Regions from separate parts of the Mus musculus genome. Here all the other regions are linked to region 4. Evidence: chromatin contacts called from public HiChIP or PLAC-seq and promoter capture Hi-C data. All regions are on one chromosome and are shown on one strand. Each heading gives the region's core, a stretch centred on a gene start, on an enhancer-like site or on the middle of the called end of the contact. The rest is flanking DNA. Distances are from core to core; before and after follow the strand shown. Region 1 holds the start of Pex1 (peroxisomal biogenesis factor 1). Region 2 holds the start of Akap9 (A kinase (PRKA) anchor protein (yotiao) 9). Region 3 holds the start of Krit1 (KRIT1, ankyrin repeat containing). Region 4 holds the start of Gtpbp10 (GTP-binding protein 10 (putative)). Region 5 holds the start of Lrrd1 (leucine rich repeats and death domain containing 1). Region 6 holds the start of Zfp804b (zinc finger protein 804B). Region 7 holds the start of Gatad1 (GATA zinc finger domain containing 1).

Region 1 (2,700 bases), core at 131-2,630, 2.0 Mb before region 4:
CAAGAAGTAGTCCTTTTTGCCATATGGATTTTAGGAAAAGAACAAAAATTTGCTTGGAGGACTAAAATTCTCCACAGTCATGAATCCACAGGACTGATAATTTACTTCAAACGTAATTCTTAATCTACCACACTACAGGTTCAAAATTTGCCAAGCACAGGTATGAGAGGATGGGAAGAGTATTGTTGTAAAGTCAGCCTTTTAAAAGCTTGAAGGAAGAGCTGGGATGTCACTCACTGTTAGAGTGATTAAGTCGCAGATGTGAGGCCTGGTGAAAAACAAACTGGAAGGCGAGGTGGAGTGGTGCATACCTTTAAACCCAGCACTCGAGAGTCAGAGGCAAAGGCAAAGGGATCTTTGAGTTCAAGGCCAGCCTGGTCTACAGAACTAATTCTAGCACAGCTAAGGCTATCCAAATAAACCCTGTCCCCTCCCCTCCTCCCCCCAATCAGGAAGACTGAGAGCAAGAAGTGCTTCTGTGCTTTGGGTACATTTGGGAAACAGTTGGGGCCAAAATGACAGCAACAGGAATAAGATTTTAACAGGAGTTCTGCTTAACTTGTACATACCTTGCACTCTGTAATTTCACAAATTTAATGAGATAAACTTCTGTAAAATCTTCCGCTGGGTATTCATCTAGAGCGTTATACTGTTCAATCGCACCATACAGAGCAAAACGCTCAACTAATTCCTTCATGGCTCCCACTGCAGGAACTCCTTGTATTAGTAAGTACTGAGACTCCAAATTGATTGTATATACCTAAAGTCAAAGGAGACCTCGTTAAATGTACTCTTCAAACAAGCCTATGGCAAATCGGTCCTCCCACCCCCTTTTAAATGGAGCTTTGAAAACAAGAAACAATCCGGTCTGCAAAACATACACACTAAACTGTCACTCTTCTGCCTAAAGACTACCACACTCCACATAAGGGTATCTGACTAAACCACTTAACAGACGTCTTTTCCAAAAGCTGACTCCAGAGAGGTTAATGTAAACAGCCACTGAACACTCACTCACCCTGGGCTTGCCCTGTGAGAAGCGCTATTGTAAACACATAGGATACAAAGCTAAAAATAGTGGGTTGGAGGTTTGGTAAGCAGCTAACCGAGGGTAGTGATAACCTTTGGTACCGGGGCCCGGGTTCTTCGTGCCCCCTCCACTTAGAGATGGATCTCACAACATCCCTGCCATGCCTTTATGGAGGCAGGCCTTGGGGAGCTAGTGCTCACAGGAATTTAGTGTCCCTGCCGAGGGGAGAGAAGAATCCGAGTCACTCTACCTTGACCGCGCGAGGGCGTCGGCCCTCCCGGTATTTGGCCCGCGAGTCACACACAGCCGTCTGGACGTGGTGATCGAATACGCCACCAGGTTTCCCGTCACTGGATGCCATCTTGCCGGCTCTAGTCCCCCGCGCCAGAACAACATCCGCCAGCCGCGCTCCTCTGAGTCCAATAAGAGAGCAGGATGGACCAGGCGTGCTAGGATTGGCTGAAGGATCGACCCCATCGACGATCATCTCCTGAGAGCGAGAATTCGACGAGCGACGTGCCGCCCCCTAGAGCTTCGGAGGTGGCCCGAGGGTGACAGCGGCCGGGCGTGGGAAGAGGGGGGCGGGCCTGATCGATGTTCTCGGGTTCCGACGCTCTCACCTGACGAGAAGCCGGTGGACTCCGCTCTCCGGTGAGAGTTGAACCTTGGGACAATGTGGAGCAGCGATCGCTTAGCGGGTGCGGGGTCTGGTGGGGCGGTCGTGACGGTGGCCTTCACGAATGCTCGGGACTGCTTCCTGCATCTGCCGCGGCGCCTCGTGGCCCAGCTTCACCTGCTGCAGGTAACGCGCTGGCGGGACGCGGACACCACTGACGTCTCGTGGGACTAGGGTCAGCTGACACCTTTTCCTGCAGGGACATCGTCTGCCACCGACCCCGAGCTGAGGCGTGAGCGAGGGCCCCCTGCGGGCATGGCGTGGAGTGGCAGCGTGTGCATCCACACCACGGCTAGTGTATCCTCAGACCCTACCGTGGAATTCCTAGTGCACCCCTTTAACTCGGTTAAAGCAAGCTGAGCATGCAAGGGTTCTGCCCCAGCAGTCAGAAGCGGCCCTCACTCAAGGATGGAAAGTTCTAGAGAGCTCTTACAGGTTTGCTTACAGGTTGCTAAAGCATTATCCTGCCAACGAGTTGCCGGTGCAGCGATAGAGGTGTTGAGTGGCAGACTTGGTTTGTAGATTACCAAGGTTTCCAACCTGTGCGAAAGGTTAATAAAAGGATAGATAGCTCTCCCTGCTCCGGAGGACTTCGAACATAGCAAGAATATGTGCGGCGAGGGAGGTGGGGCGGGGTGACAAGGTGATGGAATTATTCACACCCCACACTTTCACCTCGGTAGCTAGGATTACTTGGACCTCAGCGAGCTGTCTGGATTCTGTCATTATGGTGTTTCAAGGCTATTAACCATCGGTGGAAATACAGCATCCATATTTTCCTAAGAGTGAGCAGAAATAGACTCTCTTAGTTTGAGTGTATTCATGGGGTTAGAGTATTTGAAATCTAAAATCCTAGATGCATGGTACCTGAACACTGGGTCATAAAAAAAATATACAAGAGTTTGAAATGACTTCAAGTATTCTACCTTTATTTCCTCTTTGCTACATTTATCTTGCTTTTACAGTCCACCTATCAGAACACACCAATTTCATC
Region 2 (2,867 bases), core at 38-2,537, 1.6 Mb before region 4:
TTCTAGACCTGGAGCCACAAAGGGCTCCCGAGAAAAACACGCCTCTCTTAGATCAGCCTCTTTTACTTTCCTTTATTCTTATGATGAGGTGTCTGTTCTCACGTCCCCAATTCCAGCTGAGAAAATGGGGCAAATACACACTTGATTGTTTTAGGTTGGCACAATTATGTTTGAAATATAAGATTTCTAAATTACAGGTACTAGAAACATTTTTGGTGTCTGATAGAGCTAAGGTTTTTAGTCTCCCCCTTTCATATGTATATCCAGTTAACACTACTTCTATGATTAAACTAATATCTTTAGTTCTTACCTGCTAATTTTTCAGTCCAAACCTATGTTAAAACAAAGAAGAAAGGCTCAATCTGAGACACTAAAATGGTTCGTTCACTCCAGAAATGGATTTGAGGGGCAGGAGAGGGGAAAGAGGGAGTGAGGGAAGGGAAAGAAAGGATTGCCAGAGCAGGTGGGGGAGGAAAGATGTTAAGAATCGATTTATAAGCACGGCTCAATAAAATGTAACAAAGTTTATTGGGCATAATCTTTCACAGTAGCCATTTCAAGAAATAGAAAGGACAAAGGTTTGAGTGTTTTCACATTCCAGGAGCAGTCATAAATATTAGGCAGCTCGTCCAAGAACTCCAGGTAAAGTCAGAGAACCATAGCTGTTTTAAGGTCTTTAAAGTTCAAAGTTAACATAGTCCCTTTTGCTTGGAAAACCTTTTTCCAGCCCTTTACCTGAGGTAATGTCTACCTCAGAGGTGAAGGGGAGAGAGGTAAGCCAGGAGGGGTCATGGTGGGGTGGGGGGGATGGGAGGAGAGGGGGGCTGAGGTCAGGATGTAAAGTGAATAAATAACTAATGGGGGGCTGGAGGAGGGAAAGTTAGGGTAGACTGGCTTTGTTCCCAACTTAGATTCCGAATTCGAGTTCCTTAGGAACACAGTTGCCAAGGAGAAGGAAGCCCCTAGGAGTGTCTCAGCTTCACTCCAGAGAACAAAGAGTTGGGAGAAGGCTCTACCGTAGGCTGCTCTTCCAGCGCAAGGCGAAGGAGAAGACTATGGGTTGAGAGGGAACCTGTGGGGGAACTGAGGGAGGGATTTGGGGTGAAGGAAGGATCAGGCTTCCCCGGGTTGGAGGGGGGAGGTTCCGCCCTCGCCCTTTCCACTGCGGCTCCTTGTTGTGAGGCCGCGGTCGCTTTGGAATTGGAAATGCAGCGCGGCGTGTTCCGAGCACCGGGTCCCCGGAGCAGTGGGTGTCGGGCCGCCGGACCCTGACCCTCCCTCCGCCCCGGTCAAGCCGGGCGCGCACAAGCACCTGCCGGGCCACGCTCGCGGCTGCGCCGGCCGCCCGCCCGCCCGCTCCGCCCCGCCGGCCGCCGTGTGTTTACGTGGAGACGAAGATGGCGGCGGTGACCGCGGGGCCCGTGCAGGCCGGCACGAGTCGCCGGTGAGCGCCCAGCGTGTCCCGGGTGGCCACGGAGCTCTGTCCGCCTCTTTCTAAACAGATCTTTCCTCTCCACTGCGTCCCAGCCTACCCTGCAGACGCCATGGAGGACGAGGAGAGGCAAAGGAAGCTGGCAGCCGGCAAGGCGAAGGTAGGAGCGCGGCGGCCACGGGCCGCGTCGGGAGGCGGTGACCCGGGGCGGAGGCTGGGGGAGAGGCCGGGCCGCGGGGCCGGGGCCGGGGCTGGGGCTGGGGCTGGGGCCGGGGCCGGGGCTGCGGCTGGGGCTAGGGGGCTGCGGCTGGGGCTGAAGAGCCGCCCTCTCTTGCTGCTGCTGGAGACCTGATGACTGCACCGCTCGGCTTGGTTCCTTTCTCCCCGGTGCCACACAAAACCCCCTCTCACCCCGGCTGTTAACTGCTAAGGAATTGCTTCGCAGCCACCACCCTTTCACTTTCTGAAGGGAGTTCAGGGAGTCGGCCAGGCTTTGTGCTTTCCGGAGCAAGGGTTTAGGGTTTTCTTTATTCCGGGAACACCCCTGCGCTGACCATCAGCCTGCCTTCTTGAGGTGTCACGCTGGCACTCTTGGTGTGTGTGTGTGATTGGCCTGTGACAGCTGCCTCGGCAGTGTCTTGAGTGTGCCACAAGTGCCAGCTGTGAACTTGGCTGTAGGGGCGTTCTTTTTGTTTTTTGTTTTTTGTTTTTGTTTTTGCCGTTCTTTGTATATTCGTGCTTGAGGTCTTTGTCATGGCAGGCTCTTTTGTAATGTGTGGAATGGAACTTCGGGGCATCGAAAGGTTCCATAGACTAAAACACCTACAGAATTGCTGTTTTAGATAATGTATTTGTTATTATGTATTTGGTAAGTTTGATTTTGTGTGGGTATGCGGGTATGGCAAGTCATGTATAATCCAGACTTATATGTAGGCATCTTCCAGTGGGCTTACTAAATAATTTGACACTGTTATGAATGGAATAGAATGATTTCTTTGTAAAATTACCTGTTTGAGCTTACCTTTGGACCTCCTTGCTCCCAAAAATGAAGTTACCTTTAAGATATAGTGCCTTTTTTTAAGACCTTATTGTTACTGGGAATAATTAAGTTATATTTTAAGCTTATTGTACTTGTTAGTTTGGAACTGTGATATGGAAGTGTTGTAAGCTAAATAAACCCCTCTCCTCTCCAAATTGCTTTGGTCATGATGTTTCATCATAGCAATAGTAACCCTAACGAAGGCACCTACCTTTCTTTTTTCTTCTCTCACATCATTAACAAAGGAAGCAGGTCAGTAATGAGTGAAGGGCCCTACTGGAGAGAGACGTTGGTACATGCTCAGCATTAGTTTGTTAAAGGAGTGTGTGCAATAGCTAATCTTGTATTTCTAGAATATAGTTAGTTGGTTTCCCATAAGCATCCTCTGTGTAAGGT
Region 3 (2,839 bases), core at 146-2,645, 1.8 Mb before region 4:
ATATTTTAATCTAATTTCTGGAAAGTTCTGCAAAAGCAACCTAAAAATGCAAACTAAAATTTAACGAGAAACAGCCTAGTCAAACAGTAATCAAAACAGTAAGAAATTAACAGCATCCAAAGTACACTATCTAAAACTCCAGATGTTTTCACATTTGGTCTTCACATTTACTAGTAAACCTGAATGGGTCTTTCAATCCAAAGATTTTTCAACATGCCGTTCCATAAGAATGACGCTTGTGAGAATAAAAACTCTTCAAGACCTGCTTCATTACAGCTGTAGCTTCAATTACCTCCGACTCAAACATCAATGTACGAACAGTTCACACATACGTAGAGGAATGAGGGTACAGAGGAGCGTTCATTCTTTTGTTTGGGTGGCAAAAGCAACACAAATAAAGGTTCAGTGGTGCCATCTGCACCTATCCCCACCCATGACAGTCCTACAGAGCACTTTTAACCTAGTCGCTCCTCACTATTTCAGGTCCACGGAGTTAGTGGAATCCAAGGCTTTCCAGGTCCCAACAAGGGTTGCGGAGACTGTGAGGTCCGGGGTTCTACAGAAAATGAAGGAGGGCACGAATCTTTTGAGGACAGAGGGACAAGGCTATGTAGACGTGTGTGGAGGATGGGACGCGCCGCGGAAACCGGGAGGCTTGCAAATTCGCGAGCGCGAGAAACCCCGTAGGGCAGACAGGATGCTGTGCTCCTTCGGGGACGGGGAGAGAAGGGGTGACAGGGCAACCCTCGCAAGAGACGCGGAAGGGCGTGAACTAGGCAGGCTCGAGACTGCCTCGGCCAGAGCCGAGCCGCGAAGCAGAAACTTACGGTTACTTCTCCCGGCCGGGACCGGGCTCGCGTCGATTCCCCCCAGATCTGCAGGTCTTCCTCTGTCGCGGCCACCTGGCTCTCGCGCCGAGCGGGTGACCTCTCGGGTCCACTCGGCGCCCCACCCACCCGCCGGCGGCGGCGGCTGCGGGAGCCGGAGGATGCGCGCTGGAGGCCCGCGGGAAGCGCTGCGCGAGCCCGACGCGCCCGGCGAGCTCACACTGGGCGGGCGCCCCCCATCTTCTCCCGCTGCGCGCCGCCGCTCTCAGGCTATGGAGGAGGGGGGCGGTGGCGCCTGCCTCCGCCGCTCGCTCAAGTCCAGCGCATGGTCGTGCCGCGTGCGCACGCAGCCGCGGAGGCCGACCTCCCTTCCCCGACCCCCGTCCTTGCTATAGCTAGCGTCGGGCTCGGCTGCCGCCAAACCCCGCGAGCTCACGGTCGCCCGCTCCCAGACAGCTGCGGCCGCCGCGCGAAGTGGCACGGACCGGCACGAACGGCGGCTCCCCGCGGGCCGACCCGGAAGCTTTTTCAGCCGCAAACCTGAAGCGGCCTTGGGGGCGTAACCCCGGAAGTTATTGCCCGGCGCCGGTAGCGGTGGGATGGCGAGCTGAGGCCTTTGGGAGCCCGAAGCTGGTGGAGAGGCTGAAGGGTTCCTGGAGCCGAGGGAGAGGAAGGACGGTGGGGAACAGGTGCCCTGAGACCCGAACTCGCGGGGCGGCTTTTGGTGACAATCCAGGGGCTTCCTGCCACAGGAAGTTGGGGTGGGCCTCCTAGATAGGCAGAAGGAATGAGAAAACGGTGACGGGCTGGCTCCGCCATCCTTCGACTGCCGCCCCACCCACTGACTTGGATGTAGCGGCTCGGGAGAGGATCCGCCGCCCGCCCGGGTGAGTCTTTCCCGTTTCCTTGGCGGAAACAAGGAAAGCAAGGCAAGAAGAGCCAGACGCCGGCTGGAGCCAACGGCAGGAGCACCGAAGCTCGCCCACGAGGCTCTGCATCAAGGCGTGTTGTTTCTTACACGCCGGTACCGAAAAGTCACCGGCGTCTCTTGGGTGGGAACTTTTGGAGCAAAAGCAGCTTTGCATTTTTCCCGGTAGGGGAGCACTGGTGGGTGGTGCCAAGGGAAAGACTTCCCAGGCAGTGTTGTCATTGCCAGGACAGTGACAGCTTATCGATTGTAGCTGTCTTCTCCCATCTATCCGAGTTCTTCCTTTATGTCTCCTTTTGGCTTGCACTCTCTGCTCTCTCCTCCCCTCGGTCTTTGTAACTTCACCAGAAGCCTTGATGTGGTTGGCCGACCTCAAGATTTCAGCTCCATTCCTGTCCTGCTCTCTCAGGGAACTTAGCGTGTCTTTATTGTAAACAAACTCACTGACCCACAAAGGAGTAATTACCCCTGCTGTGGGCACTAAGTGAAAATTGTATGCCTCTCCTTTGTCAATCATAATGAAAATCAACAATATCCCTGCATATTTTTTAAAAAAATCGCAGACAGCCCTCCAAGTTATGAACCATCTCCACTTACATAAGTCCTCATTTTTTAGGCAGCATATCATTCATGCCTGAGCATTTCTCCAGTGCAGTGAGCCATATAGCATATTAGCAATGGCTTTATTTATTTTTATTCTTTTGACTAGTTCTCTCTTCCTGTCGGTTTCAGTTGCACCAGCTTCACCTTCATCGCTGGTAGCTTTTGTTGTTTTCCTGGCTTCAACCTTTGTTTCCTTTTATGTCATTGGAAGACTATTTTAAGTGCTCCAGTACAAATACTTTTTTAAAAATAAACTTAAAATAAAAAAAAAAAGAATTTTTGCGAATATGTTGCTAGCAGTAAGTTTGTTTTATATATTTAAAATATGAGTATTTAAAATATATAATGAGTATTCACAAATGAAACACTTTGCTAATAGACGTTTTCTTATGAATTGATTGAGATAAGAATTGGTTTACTTTAAATTCTGTGCAGAAAGTTAACTACTTAGTTTCTCCTTTAGGTACTTTATAGAAAGCAT
Region 4 (2,700 bases), core at 175-2,674:
TCCAGGACCTCTGTCCTCTTAGAATCTTGACTGTGAACTCCAAATGGTCTTTCAGGGTCTCATCATTCCTTCTTAATGCATCCGCCACCATGAGCCAAGAGCATCTCTTTCCCCCTTAAGTGAACCCGATGTCTATGTCTCTCTTTACTCAGAAACAGTCGTGACTTTGGGTTTTTACTGCTTCTGAAATAATAAAGTTTACAGTGCTGGATTCAAAGCCCTCACCGGATCTCACCGGGACAGCTGTCATTTGTTGGAGCCTTCCTGTTCTTTTCTGAGCTGCCCACTCTCCCTGCCACTCTATTCATGCTTTCTCCTCTGTTTAGATTATCATTTGTTCTTTCTATCATAAACCCATTTTCTGGTGTCAGTTTCAATGTATCCTCAAATACAACTAAACTATGGCTTATGGTTGTATGATCTGAGGCCTCCTTGGCCCATCACTCTCACTGACTGGCTTTTCAGGCTTCCTCGGACACTGGATTATATCCTCTGGTACTTTCCATTTAGTTTCCCTCACTAGGTAGGTAACTTCTTATAAAGCCAGTGTGTCATAATCCCAGGCTTTCAAATTACAGAGCAATCGTTTAAATTAATATTCACGTTTTTGGTAATCTGCAGTACTTTTGGGTATCAAAAAAATCTGTGGGTTTAAAAAAAAACAAAAACAAACTGAAGGTTGACCACCCTGAGATATTCCTGGTAAGGGCTTTTAAAGCTGTGTTCAGTATGTGACTTTTTCTTTATTTTCTAGATTTGTCATATTTATTAAGGACTCTCATTTATAATGGCTGTTCCTAACAACAGCTTATGTACATGACCTCTAGCTTTCACACACCGTTGCCAGTTAAGCTCACTGAGATTCTTTTTTAATTGAGCGGTTGGTTGCAGATTGTTATAAAAGTGGATTTTAAGACAGGCACTACATAAAAATTGACGTAAAATCTCTATATGAGGCACAGCAAACACACATTCTGACTTCCAGAAAAGTCTTCAGAAAGATATCAAAAGCAGTGTAAAGGAGGAGAAATGTATAAAAGCAGGTTATGGACTCTCTTTTAAACAATGAGAACCAAACCAAACAAACAAACAAGCCGGCACGTGCACCGCAATGCCGGGTCTAAACCGCAGGCAGGTCCCCAATTATCCTCTCACGTGCTTTGGGAACAATACAGGAATTCCCTAAAGCTGGACCCCAAACGGCCATCAGCGTGTCACTGAGACACAATCTTCTCCCAGGAGACGGGAACCGAGGAACGACAACCCAGGAGGAGAGCGGCGAAGACACCAAAGCTGGGGAGACCCCCGTCACGAACCTTTCTCAACAAAGCGCAACCGCAGCGCACCATGAGCTCCAAGGGGCAGGACTCCCGCCCGCAGAATCCGGACAAACTTCGGTCGGGCGCGCGTACTGACGTCACTACTGGTCGCAGAGGTGACGTCTCAGCGGATCCGCGCCTGCGTGCTGCATCGCGCTCGAGGAAGGTGGGCGTGTGCTTTGGACGCCTCTGGGTGCAGGAAGGAGAGTGCAGAGCCCAGATTCGTCTAAGTTGTGTGCAAGGGGAAGCAGGGCTCCGGGCAGGAGTCTCTGGAGTTGACGCTTTGAACGCTATGCGCTGGAGACTGGCCTGCCTCACAAACATTTTTATGGTAGCTGAAGAACCTGAGGTGCCAGGATTTTCTCACGATGAAAGACCCCTCCAACAGACACACTTGTACAAAACACCGAGAGCTCTAAAAGACTGCTGGATGATGGCTTGAGCAATTTTTCTAGCCAAGGCTTAAACTTCAGGAACCAGTCACTTAAAACTTGTAGCACAGAAGTATTGAAAGAAGTGTGACGATCTAGATTTTTACAAAGGATGATGTGTGCAGTGGAGGCAAACAGAAACCCCAACCTGGACTCAGCCGAGAGTTTTCACCTTTCATTTGAAGGCTGTCCTTGTGAGAACACGAGAGATTACATTCCAGCTTGGAGAGGAAGCTTCAGAAAAAGATCACTGAATGGCAGGCCCATTTCGCCAATCTTTCTGCCAAGTCTTTAAGTGAAAAAGGCACACGAGCGTACTAGAGGGGTCTCCCTTCACTGCTCATTTATTATTTTCTATCATTAGAATTATTAGGTTTAGAATCCTTGGCGAAATGTGACTCAGTCATGGTCACTGGCCAGGGCAGTGCAGCTGAGAGTAACCTTAAGGAATTGTTATGTTCCGTTTTTCAGTATGAGGTTGATTTAAAGTTAGTTACAGATAGCCCGAGGTCCTGCGCCTCTAAGGCCGCTTTCCTAGCTGGAACCTGGCAAAGGCTAGTCTTGAAACTCTGAAAATTGCAGTTACGGGCATTCTGCTACATGCCTGAGTCCTAGACTAGAAAACAGGACTCCAATTCATTTAGATAAGGTTCTGCATCCTAAACAATAGGATGGGGAATTTGGGAAAGGAGCGAGTCCTATTTGGAAGTACACAGTGTGGAAACTACTGCTCAGTCTAGATTAGTTTACTGTTCCTGGACTTTGAAGCTGTCATTTTCATTTAGATGTTTGGTTGGTTGGTTCTAGCCTCTGTAGATTAACATTAAATATTGACCCAAATGTCAGATGTTAGCCTCAATAAATATACTTACTATTTTAAAAACCAGAATATTAAGTTGCTGTTATCATACTTTTCCTGTTAAATCTAGAAAATGTGCTGCCATTTAAAT
Region 5 (2,700 bases), core at 12-2,511, 1.7 Mb before region 4:
ACTTTAAGTCTTATCCATTAGCATGGGATGTCTTTCAGTCTTTGTTTTCTTTGAACCTATGGGTTTTGGGATTGTTTGTTTACTGTTGTCAATTCCCTGATTTCTCTAAGTGTGCCATTGGTATGCAGTGGATTTTTATGTTAATCTTGTATACTGCTGCTTTGCTGAAAGTCTAGATCAGCTCTAGTTTCCTGATGATATGTTAGGGTTTCTTGTGTGTAGTATTGTATCACCAACTGACAGCGATACTTGACTTGTTTCCCAGTCCTATCTTTTTTATTTCCTTCTCTTTGTCATGTTGCTGTACCTTGAACACTATTTTAAATAGAAGTAGAGAATGGCCAGCCTCATATTGTCCCTGATTTTAATAGAATTGCCTCACGTTTTTCTCCATTGAGCATTTTATTGACTATGAGTCATATGTAGCTTTCATTGGATTGAAGTATACTCTCTACGGGGTTTCTCAAAGGATACATTTTCACTGTGAACTGTATTTACTCATAACTGCCCAAATTTCTTCAGTTGATGAGTGAGCAGACAAGTATATCCATATATGCAATAGGATGCTACTCAACAATAAACAATTGATGAACATTATATGAATATGACCACGAATATGAAGTTCCAGTTCACTGAAATAAGCCAGACTCAGAAGGTTAGCATTCCTTTTAGGGAACATTCTGGAAAAGATAAAACCACAGGGCAGACGGTATATAGCGGTTACTGGATGAAAGGATGGGTGTGGATAAACATGGGAACATAAAGGAGAAATGTAAAGAATGTGGGGGAAAGGGAAGAATATTCTCTGATGGTTGAAATAGCATGTGACAAAATTCAGTTGGATCAGAGTCTATACATAAATTTTAAACACATTTTTAAAAAAGAAGTAGTTTTTGTACAAGTTTGAAAACTTTTTTAAGGGGGGGGAGGGCTTAATAGAAATGTGTAAGTACCCAAATTTACTTAATGTCTAGTCAAAGAAAACTATTAGATAAGTGTGTGCTGTCCTGCCGCTCACCTCAAATTACCTAAATCGCTAGGCTGCAAGATCTCCTAAGGAGAGGACAGTCAACCAGCAAACTGCCCCACAGCTGGCCAGAGAAGGCTGCTGGGCAGCTGAATGACAGCAGGGCTCACCTAAAGCAACCCTTGCGACCAAAGCCAGCTCATAAACGCCAGAGGGAGGCGGGACACAACGGAGCCTGCGCAACCACCATCGCCACAATCACAGACATTCGCGCGCGGGCGTGCCCCCTGCCCACTTCGGAGAGCCACAGAGAGGCTCCACGGGACTGATCTAAGGACTGCTAAGCCCAGGCTAGGTTCTTTTCCCGCCTCCGCATCCCGCATCTCGGGCATCTCGCAACAACTGTAGAGGTGCGCATCCCCCTCCCTTCATGCTCCCAGCCCACCGCTTCTAGCATTTGCATTCTGTCCCAGGCTGCTTTAGCCTCCGCTCAGCGTTCTTCTCCCTACACCGGTCGAAGCATTGAAAAAGTCTTGTAGTTACCTGGATGGCCACATCGTTCAGATAGGTAACAAATTACCGTGTATCCTCAACTCTACTAATACTTGTTTAAAAAAAAAATAGTTTGATTTCGTTTTTGCTTATCTAATTGGCAATGTGTTTTTAAATAGAACTTAATGCTCATGAGAACGGAGATTTTTCTCAAAAACATTTTTTAGAGTGTTATTTATATATTTCAGCCTTTACAACATTTGTGGGACAGAGTACATGTGCGCGCGGGAAGGGGTGCACGGGGAAAGAGGACTCACATATGGAGGTCAGAGGACAAGTTGTTGGAGTCCTCTTTGACCTTCTGCTTCCACCGTGTGGGTCCCAGACATCAAACTCCTGTTGTCAGCCTTGGCAGCAAACGCCTTTCGCAGTCAAGCCATCTCACTGGGTAATTGATAGCAACTCCGGCAGTGGAATACTTTGAGGGCTAGGCTGGTAAAGCTTGTTTTTCAGATACCTGTTTTCAAATAAGTTCACTGGTTCACTACCATGAAGATGTTAACAGTCTACACTACTCAGTAACGTAGTCACCGGAAATACATACGGCTATGACTAGGGAGCTGCCTTGTAATTTCACTTATTTTTCATTGGAAAAGATACATGTTGTTAGTGTTTACCATATTGGAAAATACCATATATTAAGGTCTTGATGTTATCTCTTTCTCCCTGTGGGGAGAAGGCATGTAATATCACCAACTATTACTTCTAAGAAGCTGTATAAGACATCATACTTGCTTTTCCAGTACCTAATTTTCCTTTGGGGTGTCCTATCCCTCTATACCAGTGATTCTTAGCCTTTGTGTTGGGATCTCTTTAGGGGTCAAATGAACCTTTTACAGAGATCACCTAAGATCATTGGAAAACAGTCTTTTACATTTCAGTTCATAACAGTAGCAAAATTGCAGTTATGAGTAGCCTCAAAAATAATTTTATAGTTGGGATCACCCCAACGTGAGGAACTGTATATAGTAAAGCGTCTCAGTAGGAAGGGTGAGACCACTGCTCTATACTACAGCGTCCATAGCATTTGTGATTTAGGGGAGGCAGATGCTACCTCAGGCTTAGGCTCAACCATGCATGTGGATTGAAAAAGCATTCTTGGAGTTCCAGGCCACAGTCATGGATTCAGTCTTGGACATGTGAACTTGGACAGTGGAAAGGAAGCTTTGGTCTCGGGCTCA
Region 6 (2,853 bases), core at 303-2,802, 1.8 Mb after region 4:
ATGTGCCTAAGGAAGAAGAGGGAGGAGAGGTTTGCCCTGAGGAAAATGCTCCTGACACAGTGAGTTGTTGAACACTGTAATAGTTTGCTGAGGCTGCAGGAACCCCAATCCTTAAAATCTTTAAAGCAGGCAAGATTCAGACCCACTGCTTAGGCTGACTGTGGGCTATATTTTTCAGTCAGCTGTAACTGCCAAGTCCCTTTCTAGCCCTGTGAGTTTAATTGTAACTGTTAATGCAAACAGTGTTTTCCCAGTAACACTTCTGGCTTCTTCTCATTTAGTTTGGGGTGTTACAACAACACACATTTTAAAACATGAGCAGAGAGTCTGTCATTGGGAATCTTAGTAATGTATGTGAGTACACGTAACCTCCCGATTCCAGATTCCACATGCAAATCACAGATGCTGTTTAACCAGTGGTATTTATAATATATAGCAGTTGTAAATAGTTCACACTAATGAAGTATTCAGCTGTAATGAAAAGTATGAGGTAGAAAATACTCGAGTAAGTTAAATTCTTCCTCTCTACGTCATACAGAATAAAAATACTCTCAAAACCAGATTAGAAACTTGTTCATTGAGTTTGGATACTTGGTCACTTACTGTGGTCTAAAACTGATCATACATGTAAAAATACTCAAACTATGTATATGTGCATGCATGCACACATATATACGTACATTTTTCTTTAAACTCATTTGAGCCCTTAAAACGTTAGTTTATAGCACCTGTTATTGATTGATATAGTAAATTGATATAATTAATTGATATAGTAAAGCCTTTGATTTTGGATGACAGAATTTGAACAGTTTACTAAGCAAAATGAAACAACTGAAATTGCAGGTTAACTTAATGTTCTGAAATACAGCAAACAATCTGATTTGATTTTCCACAAAAAAAAAAAAAAACCAAAAACAAACAAACAAAAAAAAAAACAAAACAAAAAAACCTCATTCACTTTCTTCTAAAGAATTTGAGTCTTAGATTTTAGAACTCTGAGAAACCACCCCTTTTCATTTCTCCAAGACAAACAAACCCCTTGAAGAGTTTATTTTCTTATAAAGCAGCTGTAAAATTATTAAACTAATCTGAAAGTATGACTTCACAAAACACATTATAGAGTGTCACTCAAACTTTCTTCACTACCCAAATCCTCAGATTCCTAGTGCACTCTGAGGGAAGATCTACCTTCTCCCTGCAGTTAACTGTGCTCAGTGAACATTTGCATACATACCACTACAGATCAAATGACTGGGACGACAAGAAACTCGCAAACACACACCCCTCGCTATAATTGTCTGCAAAGTGTGTCTGCTGACAGAGCGCTTACTCCCTAGGAGACAAACCTGCTCTATCAGTCAGGACAGTATCTCCTAATGTCTCTTTTTGTTTGCATTCGGTTTTGAACGTGTACGGATGGGTGTGTGCGTCTGTGTGCACATTACCGGAGACGGAGATCCATTCTTGCAGAGGGGCCCTCTGAAGACTCCCTTAATGCCCCGGTAGTGCCCATTGCTGAGATGTCTCGAACTGATGACCAGGTAACAAGCCATGTGGGTCCCCGCTGGAGGTGTAGTCTCAACTCCTTACTGAGCGACCAACAGGCAGGGAGATGCAGGCTGGCTCCTCCGCAGCAACAGTGACTGCCACCTCCAGAGAAGAAGAGGCCAGCAGCAAGCTGGGAACAGAGTGCCCGCGCGCCCCCGCACCTCGACCTGCGCGTGGCTCTCGCTGCCCACAGCGGCTGCTTGGACTGAGGCGGCGGCGGCAGCAGCCCAGAACACTTAGGGGACCTGGCGAACCAGTCCACATACTGTTCTGACGAGGCGGCGCTCAAAGGCGGGCTGAAGATGTGTTTTTTAAAGGACAACTTCCTGAGTCCACCAGGGAATCGGAGTCCTCCGCCCCCTTTACCCCGCCCCCTGCCGTTGCTGGGTGCAGGCGGAATGGGGTGGGGACATTCAGGTGCAAGTTGGCATTTTCCAGCCGCCGAGTCCCCAGGCTGAGCTGTAAGCTGCGGAACCCGGGATGCAGCCGACGCAGTCTGTACAGGGAGCGTGGCGTTCCTCCGTGGGTCCAAGAGCTGCCCCCTCTGCAGTGTCCGAGAGAGGGCGAGCGCAAGGAGTTGGAGATGTGGTGACTACAGCGAGGCGCGGAGACTGTGAGCGCTCAGCTTGGAGCTGTGGACTCTGTAGGGTCTAGGTTCCCGGAGTAGCAAGGAGAGATGACAGCTGCCACACGGGTCTCACTGCTCCTCCTCCTGAAACCACCAGCACCAATCTCTCGACCCTTCTGCCCCGCTTCTGAGCCAACTTTCTAAGGGGTTTAGGGGGCGGGAACCCAAGAAGAGTAGGAAAGACTGTGGAGGGATCTGGAAGAGAGCGTTTCCTTTAGTCATTTTCTGCCTGCTCACCTCTAGGGCCCCCTGCATCAAGGCGTCAATGGCCGGGAAAAAAAAGCTTCCCAGTCTCCTGTAGGGGCGAAAGGTTCAGCTGAAAACAGAGCCCATTAAATGCACTGTGGTGGTCAGTTCGCAGCGGAGAAAGGAACTTTTAGCTGTCAAACTTACTTATGGAAGCTAGATACATCAATGCATAGGTTTATGTGCACATATATGCACACATCTAGCTACAAAGGCTCACTTATTCTACCAGTTAAGACGCAATTGTTTGGTCGGTAGAGGTCTTTGTTTTCCCAGTCCCTAACAACCTTGTTCTTGGGGGTCTTTGGTTAAGTGTAAATTTAGCCATAAGGGAACAAAATGGACTGAAAATAAAACATGTGTGTGTGTGTGTGTGTGTGTGTGTGTGTGTGTGAGTGTGTGTGTGTGTGTGTGTGTGTGTGTGTGTGTGT
Region 7 (2,758 bases), core at 121-2,620, 1.9 Mb before region 4:
TTCAGATGAGAAAAATAAAAGCTGAAGAAAAAAAAACTGAGAAACTGCTTTTCTAATGTCAAAAACTGCCAATTTCTTCCAGGAGAGCTGTCTTTTGGGAAACCTTGCCTTCCCTCCAGAATACGGCCTAAGTGCACCTGAGAGGTACACCAGCCGTGGGAAGGCCCACCACACCCACAGTGTCCCATTAGGAAGCACAATGTCCACAACCATCTTACATTTTTTAACTTAAAAATATGTCTTCTCCCTTTTCCTTTCGTGGAAACTTTCTTTTCAGCAGCTGGAGCCGATTTGTATTTGGTATTTCTGAGCCGGGCCGACCTTCTGTGAATTTCTTGCTTACTCTGTTACACAATTTAGAGAAAAGGAAATTAAAACTGCAGAAGAAAAGCCAATACAATAACCTCACAAAGATCAGAGGATAATACACTTTGTTAAAAGAAATTAAAAACAAAAAACTTAAAAGACCGAGGGCTGAGATGTTAAACTCTGTAGGGCCTCCCAAGAGATGGCGCTGCTTTCAAGCGGGAAGAGGACAGAAGTGGGGGGAGGACAAGGCAGGAACTATTTATTATTCGTTTGCTGAACTGATCTATTTTACGCCCCCCCCCAAGTTTCCTGCATATCTCAGAACAGAATTCTAATGCTGACATTTTTAGCGACCTACTAATTTATTAACGTGACAAGGACTTGATGGGCAAGAGGTCCTCGACCTACAAGCAAATGGCCTCGTCCGGCTGCCCCGGTGCGTCCCGCACCGCCCGGTCTACGGCAGGAAGCCCTTCTCCCGAGGAGGGAGAGGCCGAGGGCTCACCTGCTTGCCGCCGCCGCCCCCGTTGCTCTGCGAAGGACCGGCCGAGGTGGTGGCGAAGGTGGTGGTGCCGAAGCCACCGCCGCCGCCGCCACCGCCCCCGGTCCCGCCCGCCACTCCCGCGCCGCCGCCGCCCCGGCCCGTGCAGTGATGGCAGAGGATCTCGCCCTGTGGACTCTTCTTCCACATGGAGGACGACGTAGTCTTGCACATGCTGCAGGTGGGCTTCAGGCCCAGCGGCATGCTGGCCGGCTCGGGCGGCCCCCGCGGGCGCAGCGACACGGGAATGGCGGCCGTCTGCACGGGCCGCCCAGGGGTCGGCCGGCCACCTCGGCGACTGGAAGAGCAAGGTCGGAGGTGCTGGGCCGCCCGCGCCGGGACCCAGCGGCCACCGCTGACCCCTGGAGGCGGGAAGCGGGCTCCCGCAGCCCGGGACCCAGCCCTGGAGCTGGGCCGCCCGCGGGGCACGCAGGCCCGATACTCGGCGCGGCCTCCCGGGAAAGCCAGCTCCGCCCTAGGGGACGCTATCCGGGGCGGCCGCCGCCGCCGCCGGGGTCCCCAGGGCGACCACGACCCTGCCTCCGCCCACCGGGGCTTCCGGCGATGGGCGGAGCTCCCGGGGCGGGGCGGGGCGGGGCCGAGTGAACCAGTGTGCCTGACCTAGGCTTTGGGGCTCCGGAAACCCCGCCTACTGGCCGGAAGTGGCCCTGCCAGACTTACCATTGCCTGTCACTCTTCTGAGTTTACAACTGGCTGGGGGGGGGGGGGGCTGGGGGGGGGGAATGGATGTAAAATTTCCCGTTAAAAGTGAATTTCAAATGACTAGTGAGAGTGGCCCATGTAATAGTAGTTATATGATACTCATACTTATCCTGTGTTTTCATTTGATAAATGTAGCCTTATTGATCAAGACCCTTTTAAAAGTCTTAATTAATTAATTTGACTTTGGAGGCTAGGGAGGTGACCTGATGGTAAAGTTCTTCTGGCACAAGCTTATGGCCTGAGTTTGACCCCCAGTACTCACGTAAAAAGCTAGGTGTGTTAGGGCTGGAAAGACAGCTAAGACTAGATCCAGTATTAGCACCTACACTGTGAAACTTAATTTAACATTCTTGCTTGGCATACTACTTAACATTAGAATAAAGTGCTCTCGAGCCCCCTCCCCCCCAAAAAAAGAATTGAGGGTCTAAGAAATTCATATAATAAGAACATTCAGACAGAAAACAGCAGAAACACCAGTGTGGACTGGATGAGATTAATTTATTAGTCAATGATTTATTTTACCTGGGTCAATGTAACAGTGCTGTGCACTGAATACTGAACGTGAGGGGTTTATGAGTTAGTTGGGTTAGAAATGAGCAATGTGCAGAAGAATTCCTATCAATTATTTCTCATGAGTTATACTATAATTAAAACGTTACAGTTTTGTATTACACAGTTGGGTTCAGAGCTGGGATATTTGTATCTTATATGGCTTCACATCACTTATTTGCATAAAGAACAAGCAATACATTATACCTTCCTAACGTTTAAAATAAAGTATATTAGCATAAAGGCTCCCAAAGAAGATTCCTGGAGACTGCATTGAACACTGCTTTAACTAGGGGTGATTGCTGGAAGAATTTATCGTTTTCTGTGAACTTTGGTTCGAGGAACTGGACACATTTCAACCTGGATTTAAATCACTGCAAAACTAGTAGTTCTCTGGGAGGACCATTAGCAAAGCAGATACAATACACTTTCACCTGGAAAGGAGATGTGTATTATTTGAGAGAATTAAGCCTGAACATTGGCTATGTTCGTTGAAGTCTAAAGCTCCCAGGGAAACTAGCCCAAGGAATGAAGGAATTCCTAAGTACTGGTTACAGGTAAATAAATATTTCTTTAATTGAACAACTGTATGCTCAGTGGAGTTTTATCTATATGTGGCATGTGTATACATGATCA

Evidence for each region. Promoter capture Hi-C pulls out the DNA fragments that hold promoters and counts their contacts. HiChIP or PLAC-seq counts read pairs in DNA pulled down with a chosen protein or histone mark.
Region 1: a contact with region 4 is called in a promoter capture Hi-C map of pre-B cells, with 5 times the contacts expected there. The contact joins the promoter of Pex1 here to the promoter of Gtpbp10 in region 4. A contact is called at or near these places in 4 of 39 promoter capture datasets (hematopoietic stem and progenitor cells, liver and pre-B cells), 1 of 484 Hi-C or Micro-C datasets (uterus), 1 of 115 datasets of contacts at active chromatin or transcription factors (pancreatic cancer cells) and 1 of 9 other capture datasets (liver).
Region 2: a contact with region 4 is called in a promoter capture Hi-C map of pre-B cells, with 5 times the contacts expected there. The contact joins the promoter of Akap9 here to the promoter of Gtpbp10 in region 4. A contact is called at or near these places in 13 of 39 promoter capture datasets (the 3T3-L1 cell line, 3T3-L1-derived adipocytes, the HPC-7 cell line and 8 more).
Region 3: a promoter capture Hi-C map of pre-B cells shows a contact between it and region 4. The contact joins the promoter of Krit1 here to the promoter of Gtpbp10 in region 4. A contact is called at or near these places in 8 of 39 promoter capture datasets (3T3-L1-derived adipocytes, cranial neural crest, embryonic stem cells and 4 more) and 1 of 115 datasets of contacts at active chromatin or transcription factors (embryonic stem cells).
Region 5: a promoter capture Hi-C map of liver shows a contact between it and region 4, with 6 times the contacts expected there. The contact joins the promoter of Lrrd1 here to the promoter of Gtpbp10 in region 4. A contact is called at or near these places in 7 of 39 promoter capture datasets (the 3T3-L1 cell line, embryonic stem cells, hippocampal neurons and 3 more).
Region 6: a contact with region 4 is called in an H3K4me3 HiChIP or PLAC-seq map of stem cell-derived neural progenitor cells, with 5 times the contacts expected there. The contact joins the promoter of Zfp804b here to the promoter of Gtpbp10 in region 4. A contact is called at or near these places in 5 of 39 promoter capture datasets (cranial neural crest, embryonic stem cells, frontonasal cranial neural crest and 2 more), 1 of 115 datasets of contacts at active chromatin or transcription factors (stem cell-derived neural progenitor cells) and 1 of 9 other capture datasets (embryonic stem cells).
Region 7: a promoter capture Hi-C map of pre-B cells shows a contact between it and region 4, with 2.0 times the contacts expected there. The contact joins the promoter of Gatad1 here to the promoter of Gtpbp10 in region 4. A contact is called at or near these places in 2 of 39 promoter capture datasets (embryonic stem cells and pre-B cells), 1 of 115 datasets of contacts at active chromatin or transcription factors (large pre-B cells) and 1 of 9 other capture datasets (adipose tissue).

Annotation. Positions count from the first base shown.
Region 1 is chr5:3,594,686-3,597,385 of GRCm38.p6, forward strand. It overlaps Pex1 (peroxisomal biogenesis factor 1), which reads left to right and starts at 1,381. Exons shown (of 24, transcript NM_001293806.1): 1 at 1,381-1,832. The coding sequence starts at 1,704. Rbm48 (RNA binding motif protein 48) reads right to left here and starts at 1,862. Exons shown (of 5, transcript NM_172991.4): 1 at 1,281-1,862; 2 at 570-760. The coding sequence starts at 1,517.
Region 2 is chr5:3,926,899-3,929,765 of GRCm38.p6, forward strand. Akap9 (A kinase (PRKA) anchor protein (yotiao) 9) reads left to right here and starts at 1,288. Exons shown (of 48, transcript NM_194462.2): 1 at 1,288-1,592. The coding sequence starts at 1,545. It overlaps Gm51438 (a long non-coding RNA gene), which reads left to right and starts at 1,691. Exons shown (of 2, transcript XR_003955841.1): 1 at 1,691-2,867.
Region 3 is chr5:3,801,770-3,804,608 of GRCm38.p6, forward strand. Krit1 (KRIT1, ankyrin repeat containing) reads left to right here and starts at 1,396. Exons shown (of 17, transcript NM_030675.3): 1 at 1,396-1,714. It overlaps Ankib1 (ankyrin repeat and IBR domain containing 1), which reads right to left and starts at 1,355. Exons shown (of 20, transcript NM_001289527.1): 1 at 828-1,355.
Region 4 is chr5:5,558,117-5,560,816 of GRCm38.p6, forward strand. Gtpbp10 (GTP-binding protein 10 (putative)) reads right to left here and starts at 1,425. Exons shown (of 10, transcript NM_153116.2): 1 at 1,317-1,425. The coding sequence starts at 1,349.
Region 5 is chr5:3,843,912-3,846,611 of GRCm38.p6, forward strand. It overlaps Lrrd1 (leucine rich repeats and death domain containing 1), which reads left to right and starts at 1,262. Exons shown (of 6, transcript NM_172879.3): 1 at 1,262-1,535. It overlaps Krit1 (KRIT1, ankyrin repeat containing), which reads left to right. Exons shown (of 17, transcript NM_030675.3): 17 at 1-604.
Region 6 is chr5:7,342,826-7,345,678 of GRCm38.p6, forward strand. It overlaps Zfp804b (zinc finger protein 804B), which reads right to left and starts at 1,553. Exons shown (of 4, transcript NM_001163223.1): 1 at 1,446-1,553. The coding sequence starts at 1,553.
Region 7 is chr5:3,646,566-3,649,323 of GRCm38.p6, forward strand. It overlaps Gatad1 (GATA zinc finger domain containing 1), which reads right to left and starts at 1,371. Exons shown (of 5, transcript NM_026033.2): 1 at 815-1,371; 2 at 219-344. The coding sequence starts at 1,054.